2 separate regions of the Oryctolagus cuniculus genome follow, and region 2 is linked to region 1. A link is a contact called in public Hi-C data. All regions are on one chromosome and are shown on one strand. Each heading gives the region's core, a stretch centred on a gene start, on an enhancer-like site or on the middle of the called end of the contact. The rest is flanking DNA. Distances are from core to core; before and after follow the strand shown.

The links. Hi-C and Micro-C count contacts between places; a contact is called where the count stands out from the background.
Region 2: a contact with region 1 is called in a Hi-C map of an unstated tissue, with 5 times the contacts expected there. The contact joins two enhancer-like sites. A contact is called at or near these places in 3 of 6 Hi-C or Micro-C datasets (ear pinna, psoas muscle and an unstated tissue).

What each region holds. Positions count from the first base shown.
Region 1 is chr15:70,106,958-70,109,657 of mOryCun1.1, reverse strand. All of the region lies in intron 2 of ZCCHC24 (zinc finger CCHC-type containing 24), which reads left to right. Among named protein-coding and RNA genes, the nearest start is that of PPIF, 28 kb to the right of the region's middle. Within about 2 kb of position 1,362, at least 1 of the 8 cell types and tissues checked has an H3K27ac peak or open chromatin away from gene starts, as enhancers often do.
Region 2 is chr15:70,189,562-70,192,261 of mOryCun1.1, reverse strand. All of the region lies in intron 1 of LOC138845392 (a long non-coding RNA gene), which reads left to right. Among named protein-coding and RNA genes, the nearest start is that of ANXA11, 36 kb to the left of the region's middle. Within about 2 kb of position 1,416, at least 1 of the 8 cell types and tissues checked has an H3K27ac peak or open chromatin away from gene starts, as enhancers often do.

The DNA of each region.
Region 1 (2,700 bases), core at 113-2,612:
CCACTCTCCTCACGCAAGTTCTCACCTTCTTGGGAAAGCACAGGGCACCCCCTAGTGGGCAAGAGAGGCCTGCAGGCCAGGAAGTTGGCAGGTAACTATTCTCTTTATCCAAGCCATACCTCCTCTTTATTTGAAAGGCAGCGTTCCAGAGAGAGAGACAGAGATCTTCCATACACTCTACACTTCCCATTTGGCTGCAATGGCCAGGGCTGGGCCAGGCGAAGCCAGGAGTGTAAACTCTATCAGGTCACCCATGTGGTTAGCAGGGGCCCATGTACTTGGGCCATCCTCCACTGCTTTCCCAGGCACATTAGCAGGGAGCTGGACTGGAAGTGGAGCAGCCGGGACTCAAACTGGTGCTCATACGGAATGTCAGTGCCAGAGCGTCAGCCCCCATACCTCCCGTTTAAAAACAGCCATCAATTAGGACAGAACATAGACGTAGAAACAAAATCGACAGCTGCTCCGTCTCCCAGAGGCAACCCCTTAACCCTCCTGGCTGGTTTCTCCCTTTCACAGGTGTTGGCACGGCCATCTTGGGTCACTTGTCCTGCCCCCCCGCCACCCCTGAAATGTTTTCCCAAATGTTTAACACAGATCACCATCACTGTTTTGATGGCTGCATTATCTTTCATCCAGTGGGCATAACATAGGGATTGAGGACATTGCTGCTAACCCCTCGGCTGCTTCTGGGTTGCTGCTGTCCTAAATCATGCTGTGGGGTATGAACGCTTCAAACCCTGCAGGGGTCGGGTCTCTGAGGACAGTCACCCACCCGGAGGGGTGGACGTTTCTGAAGTCTGAGAGTGCTGTGTCCAGTCGTCCTGTGGAAATACAACAGGGAGACATGCCTTTGTAGCCCCCACCCCAGCAGCCCCTCCCAAACCAGCTGCAAGGATTGGAAGGGCACCCACAGTCACCAAGTGCAACCGTCTGGCCAAGGCCAAGGTCCCCTCAGCAGCCTCCCTGATCATCGTTCACCCTGTCTTCCATGCCTCCAGTGACGGGGAGCTCACCACCTCCAAGCCCCCCTGGAGAGAGCTTAGGGACCAGTGGGAAGCAGTGTCCAGATGGAGTCAGCAGCCTGAGCCCCTCTCCCCAAGCAGGCGTCTTGTCTGGACAGCTCCTCCCCTCTGCTCCTCAGCTTGGGTCTCCCTTCCCACCCCCACCCCCACCCCCAGCCGGCCTTCTCCTTCCCAGGCCCCCTTCCTAAGGTGCTTCTAGCCCCTCTGGGGGGGGGTCAGAGGACCTGTCCCTGTCCCAGATTCACTGTGTGTCCCCAGGGGGCCTGTCTGTGCTGCCAGGGGTGGTTCCCGAGCCCCAGGGAGCTGTGCCTGGGCTGCTGGCAGAAGTGGTTCCCAGAGGGGTACGTGGCAGGGGCCAGGGGGAGGCGAGCCTGCTGGGGCCTGGCAGCCTTCCCAGCCCGGGCGGGCGGCGGCCCCCGCGGAGCCCTCGGCAGTTACCGCCTGTTCCATGCTCAAGTTTATGAGAAGACGCTAAGCCTCGCTGGGAGGAGGCAGAGGCGCCTGTGTCCTGGTGGGAATCCCTGCTCTCGTCAGCGCTGCCCTCCCTGAGCCCTCCCAGGGAGTGGCTGCGAGCTGCCCACTGGCCAGTCGCGCCTCCATCCCCTGCCTGTTTGCCCCTGACCCGCAGGGGAGCCCAGCCAGTGCCTGCCCCTGGGCTGGGCTAAGCAGGAGGCCTTAGGAATTCTCTCATAAAATTCCTGCTGGGGCAGGATGGGGGTGTTCGGGGGTGGGGGTGGGCGGTGTCTGTCTTCCCAAGCGCTGGCCACGGCTTCATGAAGCAGACACGCTTGGGGTTGAGAGAGGGAAGGGTGAGCCCAGTGTGCCCTTGAGAAAGAACCTCCTGGACCTCGTCTCTTGTGCCTCACATGTGCAAGCTCTTTGGGAGGTCCTGCCCCTTCCTTGTGCCTCAGTTTCGCCATCTCTTAAATGGGTTGCTGCCATCCCCTAGTGCACAGGGTTCTGGAGAGACTAGAATGGGGACCATGGAGCCGTGGGCACGAAGCCAGCATGGAGACAGATGCCCCTTCTCGTCTTCCCTTGTCTCCTGCCAGCAGCATCTTCAGAGCTTCTGTGGCCTTTTTCCCACCCCAGGTCTTTCCGTGAGAATCTCAGAAAATGAGGCAGCTGATACTGTTCCATCCTTTGTCACCTTCCCAATCCAGGGATAGAGAGCACCCTCCCTGCCCCGCACAGGCCTCCCTCCTATCTCTGGAATCTTCCCTTTACACCATGGGCCTGTTGGTCCCAGCCCGAGTCTCTGTGTCACCCTGGTCTCCTGCACTCCCTCTCCCTGGACAGGCCCTGGGAAGGCTTTGCTGGCTGCTGAGCACTGGCTCTGTGGGAGACCCCAAGCCAGGATCTACACACACACACACACACACACACACACACACACACACACGACTGCATCACGGCCGCCCAGCAGCCGCGGCTGGCAGCCCTGTGACATCATCAAGGTACACAAATGCTGCACGATTTCCCAAGGGCCCCCCAGGTACTCACAGGCAGAGCCAGGATGTGATGCTGGCGTCTGGGAGCTGAGTCACCTCCCACATGGTGGGGTGTCAGAGCCCGGCCCTCCCGGTGTGTGGTGCCTGGCTGGACAGCCACTGTGGAGCTGGCACGTGGAGGCCACCAGCAGGTGCCGGAGGCCAGGTGCCGCATCCTCGGGCCC
Region 2 (2,700 bases), core at 167-2,666, 83 kb before region 1:
CCAGATGTAGACCTCAGGGCCTGCAGCATTTCATCAGGATCATCTGTCCAACTGACGAGGGGAGCCCGGGGCCCGGGGGGTCTGGGGGACTCACATGGTTCTGCAGCAGAGCCCTGTTGGGACTCAGATCCCGTTCCCCATCTAACGCTCCTTCATCACACCATGCTGAAAACCTAGCGTGGTGGAGGACCACATGGTGTCAGACTGCAGTCCCAGGAGGCCCCAGGGCCCCAGGCGTGCTCCCCAGTCCTGGAAGCCCACCATGTAAAGGCGAGCTCCTTTGGAGTAAGGGGTAACCCCTACTCGATGTTTGGGGCTTGGTTTATAATCACATGGTAGGGACTCTGTAAGATGATCTTGAGATCCCACACAGCTGGTGGGAGTGCCCATGCAGTCTCTGAAAACCCCCGCCTCGGCTTGGGTCCCTGATTCCCTGGTGGGCACCCGATGAAGTAGCTGCCTTGTGTTCCCAGCACCCACCTGTTTCCCCAGAGTCGCGTCCACCCAGCATGGAAAGGCGAGAGATGACCAATCATGTTCTGCTGCAGTGGCCCACGTCTGCCTCCCCTGGGGCCCAGGAGGTGTTCAGGTCAGGGCACGTTGCTGGGCTGCCCTGCCTGCCCCGGGCAGGGGGACTGCTCAGGGCCTTTCCAGGCCACGTGGTGGGGTGGAGAAAGAGCAGGGGCTCAGACGTCATCCCGGCTGGGTTCAAATCCTGGCTTTGCCATTTCCTGTTTCCGTGAACAAGTCAGGTTTCTCACCCTGTCAGGCTCTTCATTTCCTTAGTTGCCCAAGAGAAAACACAAGACAGTTGAAGATAAAACCAGTCTTTCCACGCAACAGCCCAGCCCTGGGGTGGGAGATAGTGCAGGAACATGGAAGAGAGGTCGGAGAGGGGGCAGTTAGGGACCTGGGGGAGGGGGAAGGCTGCCTTGGAGGGGTGCACCCCACCAGGAGGTCCCCACCCCAGGCCTGGCCTCCCAACACCCCACTGGGTAGAAGGCATCCTGAGGAGTCAGGCAGCCGAGGAGCCCAGGGGTAGCCAGGAGTCAACATCAGAGCTGAGCGAGGTTGTTGGCAGGATGGAAAGCAGCAGGAAGTGTGTCTGGGAGTTGAAAGGCTGGAGAACCCCAGGTGCCTGAGCTCCCCGAGGCTTCACAGAGACCCGGGTTGAGTGACTGGAGCCGCCTGGATTCCGTCCAGACCCCTTGCTAGCCCTGCCCCGCTATCTCTTTGACTCACAGTGGGGAAGACGGGAGGGAAAATGGAGGCAGGGGAGGGGAGGCCACGCAGCTGTTCCTAAACTGGGGACCTTGGAAATTCGAGCCCGGCCACAGGCGGCCAGCAGGCAGGACAGGGCCCCTTGAAAGCTTACTTCTGAGGCTCGGGCCCAGCCTGGCCAGCAGCCCCCGGATTAGCCCAGCAGCCTTCTCTGAGCTCAGCACATCTGCAGCCTGGCGTCCACTTCCCTTTCCCCCAGTCCCTGCGGGGCGGCCCCCTGCGAGGGGGGAGGGGAGGCAGACAGCTGCGACCTGGAGGGGGCTTAGGAGGGGCTCCTGGCAGGCCTGAGACTCAGACTGGGACACAGCAGTGGCCCAGGAGCTCCTGGAACCTCATTCCAGAAATGCCTTCCCCTCCCCCAGGCTTGTGAATCTCCAGGACATGGGGGTGGTGAGTCACAACAGGGAAAGAATAGCTCTTCAGGCCCAGGAGACCCCAGGAAGGCGCTGGCACTCGCTCTACGTGACTCGTGGCTTGTTTCTTTATTCCCTGTTTGTTTATGTATGTAAAAGGCAAAGACGCACACAGAAGGTGACCGTCCACCTGTTGGTTCACTCCCCAAATGCTCATAACAGCCGGGGCTGGCCAGGCTGAAGCCAGCGACCAGGGACTCCACCCGGGTCTCCCATGTGGGTGGCAGGGGCCTAAGCATTTCAACCATCACCTGCCACTTCCCGGGGTGCATGGTAGCAGAAGACTGGATGAGAGCCAAACTCTCGCATTCTGGCACGGGATATGGGTATCTGAAGCCTTAGCTTAGCCACTGCTACAAACACCTGCCCCTATGTGATGCTTATAACTAGTTTTATTATTTTGATCCTACTTGAGAAGACCGGCCCAGAGGAGTTCGGTAATTTACCTGTAGCAATCCGGTAAGTCAGTAGCAGTGCTAGTTCTACATCTTGAGCCTCCGCTTTATCTAGATTCTAAATAAGCAGAACTACGCAGGTGAGCGTGGAAGCCGGGGGCGGGATTGGCCCTGTGCGCCTGCTGCAGGCTCAGAGCACTCAGTGGCTGCATCGCTGAAGACCAGAAAGAGGCAGCAGGCTGGCATTTGCTCCCAGATGACTGTGGTCGGCTCTCGCCCGTCAGTGGGTCTGGAAGAAGAGATCAGGTGAGGCAGCCCGCGCTGTGGTGCAGCAGGTGAAGCCCCCCTCCACTGGAGACGCCCGTATCCCACAGGGGCCACCAGTTCAAGTCCTGGCGACTCTGCTTCTGATCCAGCTTCCTCCTAGTGCACCCTGGGAGGCAACAGATGATGCTTCATGTGTTTGGGGTGGGAGACCCGGATGGAGTTCTAGGCTGCTGACTTCAGCACATGGAAGATGTCTCTCTGTCTTTGAAGTACACGAGAAAACATTTTTTAAAAAGCACTAAGATCAGGGGAGAAATCAATGTACTGCAGACCGAACTGAAAGA